Regions from separate parts of the Mus musculus genome. Here all the other regions are linked to region 4. A link is a contact called in public promoter capture Hi-C data. All regions are on one chromosome and are shown on one strand. Each heading gives the region's core, a stretch centred on a gene start, on an enhancer-like site or on the middle of the called end of the contact. The rest is flanking DNA. Distances are from core to core; before and after follow the strand shown.

Region 1 (3,664 bases), core at 6-2,505, 1.0 Mb after region 4:
TCTTTAGATTCTATAACCTCGTGTGACCTATTTGCGAAACAGTGGCTTGGAAAAAACAAAGAAACAACAAAAAAAAAAACCCAAACAACTGAGGTTTGAACTTGCATCTACGTTGTATTATTAGGTTAGGGTCCAACTACCTTTGTCACTTATTTCCTCTAACTCAAAAAGGGGAGGGATACTACAAAGCTCCCCCAGACACAGAGGAACGTGATAGTCTGAGAAAGCTTCAGACTAACGGGAAACGCGCCCGTTTTCCGCTGGGTGTGCAATTATCCACGGTAAAGGTGACAAGCTCCGGAAAGCCCGGGGCAGGGAGAAGGGACAAAGGTCCACCGACCCATAGTATGGACAAGCACATTACACTGTGCAAACACTGGAGTCCTAGTCGCTTCGGGACCAGTGGCTTCTCTGAGCAGCAAGTCCCCGGGCGCACCTCGGTTACCCAGCACACTGTCAGGGAAGAACATCAGTGGCTCTGCGCCCGTCGGTAGGTGGAGCTCAGCCTAGCGGCTCTGGCCTCCAAAACAAACCCTGCGACAGTGACAGCAAGCACAAAGGCAGGCAGGCCCGGGGAGCCCTGCCCAGCGGCCAGGACCGGGGCGCTGGCTCCCCAGTTTCGCACCAGACAACGGGCCGGCGGCGCTCACCTGGCGGTGCCGCCCCCGGAAGACCACAGCGAAGGCCCCGTGTCCCACGAGGTCCCGCTTGCAGTACTCGAAGTCGCCCACCACCTCCATGGCCGCGCCCCCGGGACATAGAGCGCTAGGGTGGGCAGGCGTGGCGGAGAACCGGGATCAGCACCGCGGGCCCGAGGGCCCCAAGCACGCCCGCGGGCGGCGGGACAGGGGCAGCCACGGCCCCGGGCCCGGATGGACACTCATGCCGAGAGGCCGGAGCGGAAACGGGACGGGCCGCCGCGCGGAGCCGGGGTCAGCGAGGCCTGGGCCCGGTCGCTTCTCATGGCCCGGGCCGCCGTCGGCCGCGGGGCTCTAGCCAAGCGGCCTGGGCACTGCCCGGCCGAGGGCACCGCCGCCGTCACTGGGCGTACCCGGAGCTACCCGCGCGCCTGACAGCGGTGCAGGGCCGGGGCCGCGCCATCCCCGCAGGTGCGGCTGCCTCCGCTTGTTGCGCCCGCGGCGCTGCTGTGTAGCGGCCGCCGCCCTGGAACCCGCACAGCCGCGGTGGCGGCTTCTGCCTGCTTCGCGGGAGCGCCCAACGCACGCGCGCGCGCCGGCCGCTCCGCGCCGACTACCGGCCCTGTGCGACGTCAGCGCGTCTTGTAGGACGATGCGCCCCAGTCCTGCTCCCTCCGCCGAGAAAAGGAGTGCGCACCCCGGGACGCGGCGCCAGGCACCGGGGCGAGTCTGCAGTCACTGGAGCGAGTTGGCGAGCAGGGGTGTGGGGAGGAGGCCGCGGCTGCTTAGGAACGGGCGGCGGGCTCGGCTCCGCTCGGCTCGGCGCCCGCGGCTAGCTAGAGCCCGCCACGCCCTGACCTGAAGCCACCCTCTAAGAGGCGGATCTTGAACTCCGGCCCCGGGAGTCGCTGAGGCGGTGCAGACACTGGAGACAAAAACTCCGGGAGCTGCCTTTCAAATCCAGACCGCAAACTGCTAGACAACCCACCTAAGGGATAGGGTCTGACTGGAACCTGCGCCTTCTGGGGGTCTCTAGACTTCTGAGGGAGGCTCAGAACCTCCTTTCTAAGGAGGCGCTTCATCACACCAGTCAACTACCAGTTTGCCTCGGGCTTTTTTTTTTCCTCGGATTGTTTAGGTGAAAAATGATAGTCAACTTTTGCTCAAGAAAGCATTACAAAGCCATGGTAAACAATATGTGTGACCCCATACCTAAGTGTGTGTTCAGGTTTGGGGATGTTGCTGTCAATTTCATCGCCTGCCCCTGAAACAACTCCTCTCACCTCTCTCACTTCTCTCACCTCTCCCTCTCTGTCTCTGTCTCTCTCTCCTCTCTTCTTCCTCCTCCTCCCCTCCCCCCTCTGATTTTACTTTTATGTGTATGGGTGTTTTGCCTGCATATATGTGCACCACGAGTGCACCTAGTGCCTGCAGAGGCCAGACCAGGGTGTCGATCTGAAACTGCAATTACAGATAGCTATGAGCCACAATGTAGGTACTAGGAATCAAACCTGAGTCCTCTGGAAGACTAGCCAGTGCTCTTAACCACTGAGCCGTATCTCCAGCCAGCCCTCTGGAACTCATCTTGACAAACAGGTAGAAGCCCTAAAAACCTTCAGCTTTGAGACAGGTCAGGAATCTGAAAGCAATGTCTCTAGTCCATTTTCTTTTCCTAAAAAAAGAATACCACAGACTCAGTAAGTCCATTTTCCATTGCTAGAACAAAATGCCCCAGGCTTGGCACCTTATAAAGAAATGAGATTTATGCAGCTCACAGTTTTGGAGGCTGACACCCCAAACAGCAAAGCACCAGCTCTGACAAGGAGCTCATGAAAAAAGGCTTCACAAGGGACTATGGGACAGAAAGAGATCACAGGGCAAAGAAACCAGAGACTGAGAAGGGACCAGTGTTACGACTGTATAACAACTCACTTTTGAAAGAACCCGTATCACAGTCTCTCAATTCAACTTACTTCTTGCCACACGGAGGACCAAGCATCCACCACAGGAAACTTTGAGGAACACATTCAAACCATCCAAACCATAGCAGTAAAGTAAAAATTGTTTTCTTAAGCACAGAAAAATCTTGTCTTGAAATACCAAACAAACAAACAAACAAACAAACACCAAACACTAGAAAACAAAAAGTTTTTAAAAGATGTATTTATTATTATATCTAAGTACACTGTAACTGTCTTCAGACCCACCAGAAGAGGGTGTCAGATCTCATTATGGATGGTTGTAAACCACCATGTGTTTGCTGGGATTTGAACTCAGGACCTCTGGAAGAACAGTCAGTGAGTGCTCTTAACTGCTGAGCCATCTTTCCAGCCCCCCCCCTTTTTTTCTTTTTTTAGTTCTAGTCCACAGAAGTGGCACAAAGCATCCTAAGATGAGATCCAGGAAGTAGTGAGGGGGCCTAGGCCAGCTGGAATATTTTTTTTCTCTCCTAGATGTAGAGGATCAGACCCAGGGCCTCACACACGCTAAGCAAGTGCTCTACCACTGAGCTTTAGCTCCAACACCTACCCACCTTTTAAAAGACAAGTATTTAATGTGTGTGTACTTTTGCTCCCTTATGTGGAGGTCAGAGGGTAACTTGCAGGAGTCAGGTTTTTCCCTCCATCATGTGGGACCTTCCTTTGGAACTTAGGTAGCCTTGGTGACATGGCAAGCACCTTTATCCTATCTAGTGAGCCATCTCACAGGCCCTCCCTCGCTTCTTTTATAGCAGACCTACCCAGAAGGCAACATATTTACCTAGTAACTTCATGAATGGATTTGTCTGTACCTGAGGACAGACCTGTAGTGGTTTCTAATGATAATTTGGGTCCCCCCAAACTGTTTGTCTGCACATACGACACTGAGGGACTCTGTCCCAAGTTAATTCTGATTGGTAAACAAAGATGCCAGCAGCCAATAACTGGGAAGAAGAGACATAGGTGAGGGTTTAGGTTCCCTGGGCTTGGGACCAGGAGGAAGAGAAGGGAGCCGCTATGGAAAAGGAAGAACTAGCAGGAGGGAGA
Region 2 (3,982 bases), core at 1,327-3,826, 1.0 Mb before region 4:
AAGGATCATGGTGGCACACATCTGGAATGGATGCACCAGATGCCAGCAGGAGAATCACTCAGCTGTAGCTACATGGAATGTCCCAGGCCAGCCTGGGCTACAAGAAACATGAGACACTGTCTCAAACAGAAAAAGAGCCCAGTGTGGAAGAGGATATGAAGCAACCAATAACAGAATAAAGACGCTGGGGAAATAAGAGAGTCAGGACCCAGGGCAGAAGCACGCATCCTGGAAACGGGGCCACGTCCTTCTTAGAGGGGCATGCAAGGAGGAGAAATAAGCACCCTTCAGCAAAGCATGCACGTGCACGGCCCAAGTACGGAGTGTCAGTACCAACCTTATGCTTAGCACATCACAACTGCACCATCCCGCCTAGAGCAGAACATGTACGAGGCCCGCCGGAAGAGTCAGGTAAGCAAGCTGCACTATTCGAATTCAAAGACTTGAGGTTGTCTAGAGAAAGAGAAAACAAGAAAACAAAAAATCAGACCAAATTCTGAGAGCTAAAGCTCTTGCAGCGTGAGTCGGAGCAGCTAACAGTCAAATCAGGGACTGTCAGGAGGAGCTGGAGATTTGTATTTGTTGTTGTGCTTTGGATCTTAAAAAACAAAAATCGTGCCGGGTGTGGTGGCGCACGCCTTTAATCCCAGCACTTGGGAGGCAGAAATAGGCAGATTTCTGAGTTCGAGGCCAGCCTCTTCAACAAAGTGAGTTCTAGGACAGCCAGAGCTACAGAGAAACCCTGTCTCAAAAAACCAAAAAAACAAACAAACAAACAAAAAACAAAAATTGTGGGCTTGAGAAATGGCTCAGTGGTTAGGAGCACTGACTGCTTTTCCAGAAGTCCTGAGTTCACCTCCCAGCAACCACATGGTGGCTCACAACCATCTGTAACGGGATCCGATGCCCTCTTCTGGTGCTGACTGAAGACAGCTACAGTGTATAAATAAATAAATAAATCTTTAAAAAAGAAAAAAAGGGGGTTTGTCCAACAAGAGTTTCGAATCTTCTGGTTACTCATTCCTCAGCCCAGGCAGCCCCTGGAAGACTGTAATGGAACCTACATGACACTCCATTCTGCAGCCACCGAGAAACCTACTACCTGAGTTTCTAATCCTTCCCAGCCCGTAACACCAACTGTCACTTATCCTCTGGAAATCCTCCTGGGCACTGGGCAACAGGCTTCTCTGACGGGATTGCATATGGCGTCTGAATTCCGGTGAGGAAGGAGCCTAGGTCTTCTGTTACTCTCCCAATCCCAATGTCTACCACATTCTTCTACCACAGGAGCCGGCTTCTGGGAGTGTGCCTAACCACCCTTTCCTAGTAACCTTTCGAGCTGAAGACAGTCTCCTCAGCGTCATACTTTGAGAGGCAGGCTGTGCATGTACGAGATTTGCTCCCGCTGTCTGAACCACAAGCCTGGCAAACGAGACCCACACCATCCTTCCCTGGTGTGCCCTAGTTTTTCCTCATCTCTATTTCTTGTCTTCTCACAGCACCAGGCCACTAAGAGTGCCTTGTAGGCAAACAAGGGGTTACAAGGATCTCCACGGAAGTCAGCAGGAGCTGTAACTGTCTCCCACAGGAAACTCACTGATCCCCCTACTACACTAGCTAGTATAGAGTGGGTAAGAAACTCAGCAGGGAACTTTATCTCCAACTTAGAACCACTCCCCTCTCTACTACTGCCAACTTCAGCAGGACTTCCTTTAAAGAGCACCCAGTCACTTGACACTAGCAGAGCAAACACTGTCACGTGCCATGTCCTCTCTACTGTTTAATGACAACTATGATAGCTCGGCACTGCCAGCAATACACTAGCTGTAGTCTTTCTCTCTGCCGGACACCATGGGTGGTACCAGGCTTCCCCACCCCCACCCCCGAGAAATGGAAATTCACCCTATACTTGCAGTAGGTCCTCCTGGCCCCCTACTGTTATGGGCCACTTGTGACCTCAACGGCGATCCACTGGCTAATCCCAGGGCTAACCATTTCTTCCAACGCATGAGGACGAGTTACCCTGTTAAGAGTGGAGAGAAATGAGGTGTCTTGCCTGCCCTGTCCTCAGACGGCCATCCTGCTAGAAAACGGAGGTTGACTGGCAGGGCGACGTCCCCAACAGTATTCAGTCAAACTAAAGCAATTACCCCAAACGGGGGGTGGAACCTGCCACCTCCCTCTCCCAGGTGTTTACCATCCGCGCTTTCCATTCAGCCCTATGGCCCAACACCAACCCAGCTGGGGCGCTTGCCGCCGTCTCCCGGATGCTGGGCCGGAACCCGCTCGCAACTGTCCTGGGGCTGTCGCCACTGTTCTGCCCCTCGGCAAGTGCTAGCCCGTTCCGCAGGCCCTTGCACTGAGCCTTAGCGCGTGACCCAGCCGGACCGAACCATCCGCAGGCCGGCAGAGGGCAGGCAACGCCAGTGACTAGCCGGAGCGAGCAGCGTTGCGTCCCCCGCAGGCGACTAGGATGTGCGGAGCCTTGCTGTGTCACGTAATGCTCCTCCAGGCAAGGAATCCAAGCCCCTCGGCCACGCGCGCCCCTCGGCGCGGCAAGTCGCCCCGCGGAAAAGCGTAGATGGTTCCGGCCGCCGAGAGAAGCCATTCTGCAGGGGTGACGTCAAAACTGACATTTCAAAAAAGTCAGAGAGAATTAGTCAGTCCATGCCCTGTCCCTACCGAAGAGGAAAGATTTGCGGAAAATTTCCTCTGGATTCTGGGAGTTCTTGGGACTCCACTCCCTGCCTGTAAAGTTGCAGATCAGAGAAACCGTCTCCCCTTCGAGAGAAGTGGAAGGTACGGACAGGTCCTGGGAGGGAGGAGGGTACAGAGCGAAGCAGGACCACGCATGTGCACGGCTCAGTCTTGCCCTGAGCCGGCCCTATCTTTGCAAACTAGCTTTCAAAACAGTTCGTGGATTGTGGGGTTGTTTTCTCTAAGCCCTGGGTTTGATTTCCCGTTTGGGGATGAGGGATGGAATATTATTTAGCTACTTAAAAATTAATTTTAAGCCGGTCAGTGGTGGCGCACGCCTTTAATCCCAGCACTTGGGAGGCAGAGGCAGGCGGATGGATTTCTGAATTCCAGGCCAGCCTGGTCTAAAGAATGAGTTCCAGGACAGCCAGGGCTACACAGAGAAACCCTGTAAAACCAAAAAGAAAGAAAGAAAAGAAAAAAAAAGGATTTTAAGGGCTGGAGAGATGGTTCAGCGGTTAAGAGCATTAACTGCTCTTCCAGAGGTCCTGAGTTCAATTCCAAACAACCACATGGTGGCTCACAACCATCTATAATGGGATCCAATGCTCTCTTCTGGTGTGCATGAAGAGAGTGACAGTGTACTCACATTTTAAAAATAATAAAAAAAAATACATCTTTTTTTAAATGAATTTTAAAGCTATTAGTGCATACCATGGGCCCTTGAAGACAGATGAGAACAGAGCTCTGGGCTTGAGCCTGTAACTAACGCTGCCAGCTGTACACAGCGGCCAGCGCTGCCAGCCTCCGCTGTGTACACGAGGACGCCCAGAATGTGGTTATCCGGAAGTGGGAAGCTTCAGATGAGTAGAAGTTGATGAGTTGGTATCTGTTTGTTTTTCAAATCACGGGGATCGGATTCCTTTCTCTCTATTTCAGCTTTCGTGTTTTGTTGGAAGAGGGAGCAGGAGGAAAAAAAATATGCAAACTTGTGTTCTATAACTTTGTTTACTGCCTGGTAAAGATTAAGGAGTGCAGGGTGGAGTTATGGTGTTAGGTATTGTCTTGTGTGTGTTTATTTTTACCAATCCGATTATTCCTGATACTGTGAGTCATCTCCTGTCCTCCACGAGGCTCTTCCCTACCCTTCTCCAAGACTAGAGCAAGCAGACAGCAGAAGAAGAAAGCAGATACCTGACAACTAGGGGTTAACAAACTTAAGCAGGATAAAACAGCTTTAAGCAGACTGCCACTCAGGATATAAGTGAAACCAGTTGCAACTCCC
Region 3 (3,729 bases), core at 297-2,796, 1.1 Mb after region 4:
CACACTTTTTTTTTTGGCCTTATTTATTGCCTGCCTTCAGCATCAATGAGTTTCATAGGTACAGAGACTACGTCCATATAACTATTTCATGACACCCTAAGACAGTGTCTGGCAGACTGGACACTCGACAGTGTGTGTTAAATGAACAGACAGAAGTCTGTTGTTCAACTTGAATTAGTCCCATACTTAGAATGCATTCCCCCCCTTAAAAAACAAGCACCACAACACTGTCAACCTAGGTACATTAACAACTCCAGAGATATTAAGACACTTTACTGATAAAGCTTCCTATTATTTACCAGTTTCATTCATTCCCTCACCTAGCATCAACAGACAGCCTCAGTCCTATGAGGCCTTTAGGAATCATCTGATTCTCAGCTGGAAAAAAAGTGGGTTAACCGGCTGTTTCGGGTTACAGAGTTTATGAAAAAGCTATCACGTGAATACAAGTCTGATTTGGTGTTATGTTTAAAAAAAAAAAAGTCTGTCTGATACATCTTCTCAGTAAGAATGAAGAGATACAACCACCTCCACCTAAAGAGATTTGATTGATCAATTTGTGTATGTATATTTAATGAAATACCATAACCCTTTCCAGGATCAAAATCACCTTGCCTCTACTTTAAAAACTAAGTAAGCTTTTACAACTGGACATCCGAAATCTAAGTAGTTCGTTTATAGTAGCAGCAACGGTCTCAATAATTAGTAAAGTTGCTCAATCATCAAAAGCAGTAGTCTTCTGAATACGGAACTTCAGTAGTAAGAAATTTTATTTTAGGAATAACAGTGGGCCCCCTTCCGCTCTCCACCCCCGCCCCCAAAAGAGGAAACTAGAAAATAGCGCTAGTTGAAGAAATAACAGTTGCACGTGGTTTTAGGTATAACCCCCCCCCCCCAATATTCGGAAAAGTCAAGACTTCCTATAAGTAAAGGGATTTCCTTGATCTTCATCCACAGTGCGCGCGTGGATCACACACACATACAAACCTCCAGAAACCAAACACACCAGGAAAACCTTTTCTTTAGCCAACAGGTGTTAATTTCTATGGGTTTAAGCAGACACTTTTGGCCCAAAGCGACAATGCCCCTCGACCTCGCTTGAGGAGGCCACCTTCTTCCCTGCGGAGTCCCGGGCAGCACACTGCACCGCGGGTGTCGGCGCCGAGGCCGAGCGGCTCATCGAGAGCCTCGCGGCCGCCCTGACAAAACCCTTGCAGGTTTGCTGCCCCACCGCTGCCCGAGACCCGGCTCACCCCCCGCCGGCGACCCCTCGGCTACCTTTCCGCCGGAAGAAGGACATGGCGGGGCCCGGGTCGGGGCGGAGGGCGCGGGGGGAGTGTCGCGGGGAGGGCCCGGCTCCCCTCATTCAGCAGCTGGCCGGGACTTCCGGGGCCGCAGGAGCCGCTGCACTAGTCCGAAAACAGCCCCTTCTTCCGGGTGTGGGCGCTGCCGCCACCTCGGGATGCCCCGGCAGCTGCTGCCGCCATGTTATCAACAAGCCACCCGCTTAGAGTTCCGGTCCGTCCGCGCGCGGGGCTTCACGGGAGGCCCCGGCCCCGCCTCCTCCTGCGCACCTCCTCCCGCGGGGCCGGGGCGCGCGCCCGCTCAGCCCACGTGACCTGGCGTCCTCGAGTCCGCGAGCCCTTCCCCCTGGAGGCTTCGGATGACAGCGTCTCTTTGCTGAACCTCCTCCTCTTCGGGAAGCCCCCGCCAGCACTGCTGCGCAGCCTTTTCGCGGAATCTTGCTAAATGCCGCAGGCTGCTTGGCAGCTTTACCCTGCCAGGTCCCCGGGGGATGCAGGCGAGCCTGCAGGACGAGGAGCTGCTCTTATGTAGCTCCCGAAGCTCCCTCCCTCAAAGTGACCTCAGGAAGGAAGGAGAAAAAGAGTGGTAGGCTCATTTTCAGATGAAATCCCTACAGATGCTCAAAACAGAAAGAGCCAGCAACCTGAGCCTCAACAGAGGGCTATTTCTTCCGTTCTTATTCGAAAGCCACCTTCCTATAAATCTTCTGGCTTTCTTAAAGCTTACCCACCTTTAGCGCCCTGGATGGATGGCCACTATAGCTACAACTACTGTCAAAAGCGAACCAGGAACTCGTGATGCACACAGTTGCTGATTTTTATGTTGGATCAGCAAAGTCTACCTGAGACAGAAGGAAAAACAAGTGCAGAAGCGGCAACTTGCCTGATTATTCGGTGTGTTAAAACAGGAACTAAGTAAAGCCTGGAGTCTTAACCATATTATTAGAGCAGGTTAATAAGTTTGCTAGTTTTGTTTCCAAGCCTGTTTGCTAAATGATGAAAAACCATCATAGCTAAACTTATTTATAACATCGTGCACAGATACCATACTAAACCCTCCAGGTTAGTAACAGTCTTTAAACTTGCTCTTGGTATGGAGGAAACTAGGCCAGCTTTCAAGGTCACGCTGGGCAGGAACTGAAAAGGAGAGCAGGGCTGTGGTTGCCCCATGTGAGGTAATGGTGTGGAGGTCTGAGATGATTTGGAAATGAATATTACACTCTGGGCATACCCCTCCCCTATTCCCACCCACTGCCCACCCTTGAAAACCTTTCCTTGCCTAAGAATATTAAGGCAAGCCAGGGGAGGTGCTCTGGTGGTGAAAGCCTTTAACACACTTGGAAGGCAGAAAGAAGCCAGTGGATCACTGAGTCCCAGGTCAGCTTGATTTACTTAGGGAATTTTAGGCCAAGGTGAGACTGTGTCTCAAACAGATAAAAACAAAACAAGGCGTTGAACGATGGCTTAGCAATTAGGAGCACAGACAACACTTGCAAAGGATCCACAGTTAGAGTATCTACTCTGTTCTTAGGCAGAATGGGTGGTGTGTCTTACATTATTCCTTTGCCTTTCCCTTCTGGAGTTCCAGTCTTGGCAGAGACTGTTTTGTATTTGTTAACTATTGGTTAGCTGATCAGGGCAGGAGGAACACCAGACGAATGAGTGAGAAAAATCCCTTAAATGAGCAAAAAGTCAATGGGGTTGAGGGGAGGGCTCTGGCTCCATTAGGATTTCTAGAATCCTTACTCATTCTCTCAGGCTAAATAAACATAAATCAGTGTTGAGGAAGTGTTTTTCAACTCAATTTCCAATGAGGTTTATTCTTTGAGCCCCCCCTACCAGAGATTCTGGAGTTGCTTTTATTCTCTGTGAGAAATAGATTGTTACAGTCCATTTACAGATAAGAAGAAAGCAATAGGCCCCCTAGCTGGTGGCTGGTGCAGGCTTGTCACAGAACTCTAAAAAAGTTACAGGTAGTCTGCTACCCTATTGCTCATGGTCAGAAAAGGAGGAGGGGTGCTATCTCAAGCCCCAAACTATTCATTAGATAAGGTTTTGTGTCCTAAAACAATAACATGGGAAATTTGGGAAAGGGGCAAGTTCTAGCCAATGGAGACAAGAATAGAATTAGAGGGAACTTAAAACCCCTCCAGATTGGGGGGACCTTAAAAATCACTGCCTTGTACCAAAGCATTGCACCAGAAATTTTTGACTTTTCTTTTTGCTGGCATCCCTTTCTGCAGAATTGTATATTTAAAAACTGCTTCGTTTTGTTAGTTCCTTGAATAAGTTTTATTATTTCCACTATCTCTCAGACAGCTAGACATAGCAGTCAGCTAATCGAAATCATTATTTACTAAGAACTTGTGATGTACTCTCTATGTTCCTAGCACTTTACAATTAAGACTTTTCATAATCCTTCACA
Region 4 (4,015 bases), core at 210-2,709:
GCCTCAGTCAGGTATTTAATAGTTTTCAACAACAACAACAAGGTCTCCATATAGAACTATCCTGGAATCACTATGTAGACCATGCTGGCACTGAACTCTGCCTACTTCTACCTCTTTGTCTGCTGGGTGGGATTAAAGGCCATACACCACAATACCCAGGCCAGGGCATTAGTTTTATGTTTTTAGAGAGGGTTTTTCTATGTAGACCAGGCTGGCCTTGAATTCACAGAGATCTTCCTGCGTGTGCCACCACCACTCCTGGCTTACTTAGGGCTTACTTAGGAAGAAGATCTTCACACTATAGACTTTTGATTATTTTGTTTTCCAAGACAGGGTCTCTCTGCAGAGCCCTGGCTGCTGAACTGTCGTTTTTGAGCTAACTTTGGGGAAAACATACAGCATTTCCTTATTACTGTCTATAGGTCTGCCAAAGTCCATACCCACGTGTTAGGCTGTAATGGGGACAGGAACAGTGCGAGTCTCTCTGTGCCCTGCTTTATAAAGAGAGGAGGCTCTCAAAGGCCTTGGAGTGGCTTTAACTAAGGTCATATAACAGAGGCAGAATGTGAACTCCTGTTTACTTTTGGTGCTTCCCAGAATCCTGGGTAACACAATTACTCACCTCCATTCAATTTCCCCTCAAGGAAGAAATTTTAAATGTATTCTGTACGGAGCCTAAACTGGTGTTTCTGGTCCAGCAACTGCCTGGCTCAATTAAACACATTTGTGCTTGCTTCAGCTAACCAAAGGTCACCTAACTTCCAGACCTTGAAATAGAGGCACTGGGCTAAGAACGCTACAAGCCAACCTGTCCCCTAGATAGAGTAACGCACTGCAGATAATCAGGGTTGTACTAGTAAATCAAAAGCAGTGATTACAGACAAACCTCGGAAGCTTCGTTAACATGTATAAACCAAGGGGTTCCATCCCAGCACCACATGAACCGAGAGCGATAGCTCTTACTGGTGAGGTGGAGGCAGAACCATTAGAAGTTCAAGGTCATCCTTGGCTACACATCAAGTTCGAGGACAGCATGTGTGACACTCACACCTCAAACAAAACAAAAAGAAACAATCGCAAAGATTAGAAATTACATACCTTGTATTAGGAGCGTGGATTTTGTGAAAAGGTTCCAACCCTTGGTGCAGGGTGGCCTCCAGTTCACTTGGTTTCGGGAGCTGGCCGTAAACGTCTGTTCCTCCGGTCTTTATGAAAGGGACTAAACGCGTTGTGGTGGCGCACGCCTTTAATCCCAGCACTAGGGAGGCAGAGGCAAGTGGATCGCCGAATTCCTGGAGAGCGCGCGGAAAGTGACCACAGCAACACCTCCAGCCGGAACCCCGCAGCGGGCTGTCCTAACAGCCCAGCACGTGCTCCGGGAACCAGCCTCCCCACCACGTGACACACCACGTCCGGGGGAAACCCAAACTTGGCGCGCAGAGGCCGGAGCTCCACTAAACTCTCCCCAGCGCAGCCTGGTCCCGCCCCGCCCCTACAGCGGCCCAATCAGTGGGAGCATCCAGGTAGAGCCCGCCCCCAGCTGCCCACGCGCGATTCGCCCGCGCTCAGAGCAGGGCAAAGCCTGACGGAAAAAAAAAAAAAAAAAAAGAGCTCTGAACTGGAGGGGGTGGGAAGGAGGAGGGGACTGGGCGGTTCCTTACCTTGGGACCTGGGACTTTTGGGCAGTATTGCTGATTGTAGGAGTGTTTTGTGATCCAGAAGACCTGGATAGGATTGGGGATCGAGCCTGGTTCGGGTTCAGTTTCCAGTAACTAATGCACAAGTGTCCAGGGGATCTGCCTCCAGAGTTCTAGGATTAAAAGTATGTGCTACCATGCCTGACATAAATAGATCTTTTTTTTTTTTTTTTTTTTTGGTTTTTTGAGACAGGGTTTTTCTGTCTAGCCCTGGCTGTCCTGGAACTCGCTCTGTAGACCAGGCTGGCCTCGAACTCAGAAATCCACCTGCCTCTGCCTCCCAAGTGCTGGATTAAAGGCGTGCGCCACCACCGCGGGTCCTGGTGTCAGCCCACAGTAATCCCTATCTCAAATAAATAAGTAAACAAAAAAACAAACAAGACAAACAAAAACCCAGCTGGCATGACCAGAACTCTACAGGCTTTGGCAGAGGGATCTTGAGACAGAGGGCAACCTGACTAAATACCAAGATTCAGGCTAGCTGGCTGTCTCAAATATTAAAATGAGGCTGGCTGTGTGGCTCGGTGTTAGAGAGCCTGCTTAGCCTAAACAAGAGTTTGCGTTGTTTGTGTTACACACGCTAGTAAAAACGAATGAAGCAAATCATATTGCCATGGGGCTAGAGAGATGGATCAGTGGTTAAGAGCATTTGTTGCTTTTGCCGAGGTCCTGAGTTCAATTCCCAGTACCCACATGGGTGGCTCACAACCATTTATACCTTCAGTTCCAGGGGCTCTGATGCACACTTCTGACCTCTGTGGCCAATGCATGCATGTGGTACACACATACATGCAGACAAACACTTGCATATATAAATAAAATAAATTTTTAAATATATATTATTGCCATGTGTGCATAAAAATATAAAAATACATTGTTTAGTAACAAAATTAATTTAAAATGATAAGATTTAAAAAATCATTTTAGAGTCAGGAGGTAGTAGTGCAGCCTTTAGTCCCAGCCCTCAGAAGGCAGAGGCAGGCAAAAGGGTGTTAAATCCCCTAGAACTGGAGTTATAGTTGGCTGTGAACCACCACAAGGGTTCAGAGAACAGAACCTTGGCCCTCTGCAAGAGCAGCAGTGCTCTTACCCACTGAGCCATCTCTCCAGCCCCTAATTTAAAAAAAAATAGATTTAAATAATAAAAATAAAAACAAAACCCCACAGGGCTGGAGAGATGGCTCAGCAGTTAAGAGCACTGCTGCTCTTCCAGAGGACCTGGGTTCAATTCCCAACACTCACATGGCAGCTCACAACAATCCGTACTCCAGTTCCAGGGGATTTAGCACCTTCGTATACATACAGGTAAAGTGTAACTTTGACAATATGTTCTCATTCTCTGGCTGATTCTGACTTCACCTGTGTCTAACTTGTTCTCTCTCTGCAACCTGTCTCTCTCTAACTGTCCCAGCAAAACTGCCTCCTCCTCCTCCTTTTTCTTTTCTCTCTGTGCTGTTCTCTCTTAAGTACCTGTATTAGTCAGGGTTCTCTAGAGTCACAGAACTTATGGGTAGTCTTTGATGACTTAGAATCTGAAGTCCAACTCCCCAACAATGGTCAACAGCAGCTGTGATTGGAAGTCCAAGGATCTAGCAGTTGCTCAGTCCCACAAGGCAAGCAGGCAAAGAAGACTGAATCTTCCTTCTTCCAATATCCTTATGTAGGCTTCCAGCAGAAAGTTGTGTCCCAGATTAAAGGGGTAAACCACCACCCCTGAATCTTGGACTTCCTTGTCCCAGGCTGACCTTGAACTCAGAGATCTCCTTGCCTCAGTCTCCAGGGATTAAAGCCATGTACTACCTTGCCTGAGCCTAAGCTTCTCATGGCCACTATGCCTCAAGATCTCCATGCCAAAGATCCAGGTCAGAAATATGTGTCTTTCAGTCTCAAGATCTGGATCACAGGTGAGCCTTCCAATTCTGGAGTGTAGTTCATTCCAGATATAGTCAATTTGACAAATAGGAATAGCCACTAGAGTATCCTCTCTTTTCTTTCTGTTCTTATGAGAGTTGGGAATATCCTATTTTGTCAAATCTTTCTCTGTTTCATCACTTTGTTTGTCACTCAATTAGACATCACTTTCAAACATGGGTTCTTTCTACAAACTAACTTTACTGAAAATACCCTGCAACAACAAAGCACCAATGCACATAAAATTAAAATAAGTAAGTCTGGGGGCTGGAGAGATGACTCAGAGGTTAAGAGCACTGACTACTCTTCCAGAAGTCCTGAGTTCAATTCCCAGTAACCACATGGTGGCTCACAACCATATGTAATGGGATCTGATGCTCTCTTCTGGTGTGCCTGAAGACAACGAC

What was found. Promoter capture Hi-C pulls out the DNA fragments that hold promoters and counts their contacts. Capture Hi-C pulls out chosen DNA fragments and counts their contacts.
Region 1: a contact with region 4 is called in a promoter capture Hi-C map of liver, with 2.7 times the contacts expected there. The contact joins the promoter of Ulk2 here to the promoter of Shmt1 in region 4.
Region 2: a contact with region 4 is called in a promoter capture Hi-C map of liver, with 2.0 times the contacts expected there. The contact joins the promoter of Flcn here to the promoter of Shmt1 in region 4. A contact is called at or near these places in 3 of 39 promoter capture datasets (cranial neural crest and liver), 1 of 484 Hi-C or Micro-C datasets (embryonic stem cells), 1 of 115 datasets of contacts at active chromatin or transcription factors (embryonic stem cells) and 2 of 9 other capture datasets (embryonic stem cells and liver).
Region 3: a contact with region 4 is called in a promoter capture Hi-C map of embryonic stem cells, with 2.4 times the contacts expected there. The contact joins the promoter of Akap10 here to the promoter of Shmt1 in region 4. A contact is called at or near these places in 4 of 39 promoter capture datasets (embryonic stem cells, liver and stem cell-derived epiblast-like cells).

What each region holds. Positions count from the first base shown.
Region 1 is chr11:61,853,837-61,857,500 of GRCm38.p6, forward strand. Ulk2 (unc-51 like kinase 2) reads right to left here and starts at 1,256. Exons shown (of 27, transcript NM_013881.4): 1 at 651-1,256. The coding sequence starts at 740.
Region 2 is chr11:59,807,463-59,811,444 of GRCm38.p6, forward strand. Flcn (folliculin) reads right to left here and starts at 2,577. Exons shown (of 13, transcript NM_146018.2): 1 at 2,198-2,577; 2 at 338-453. Gm16062 (predicted gene 16062) reads left to right here and starts at 2,618. Exons shown (of 2, transcript NR_045686.1): 1 at 2,618-2,799.
Region 3 is chr11:61,928,711-61,932,439 of GRCm38.p6, forward strand. Akap10 (A kinase (PRKA) anchor protein 10) reads right to left here and starts at 1,547. Exons shown (of 15, transcript NM_019921.3): 1 at 1,279-1,547. The coding sequence starts at 1,366.
Region 4 is chr11:60,809,806-60,813,820 of GRCm38.p6, forward strand. It overlaps Shmt1 (serine hydroxymethyltransferase 1 (soluble)), which reads right to left and starts at 1,460. Exons shown (of 12, transcript NM_009171.2): 1 at 1,099-1,460.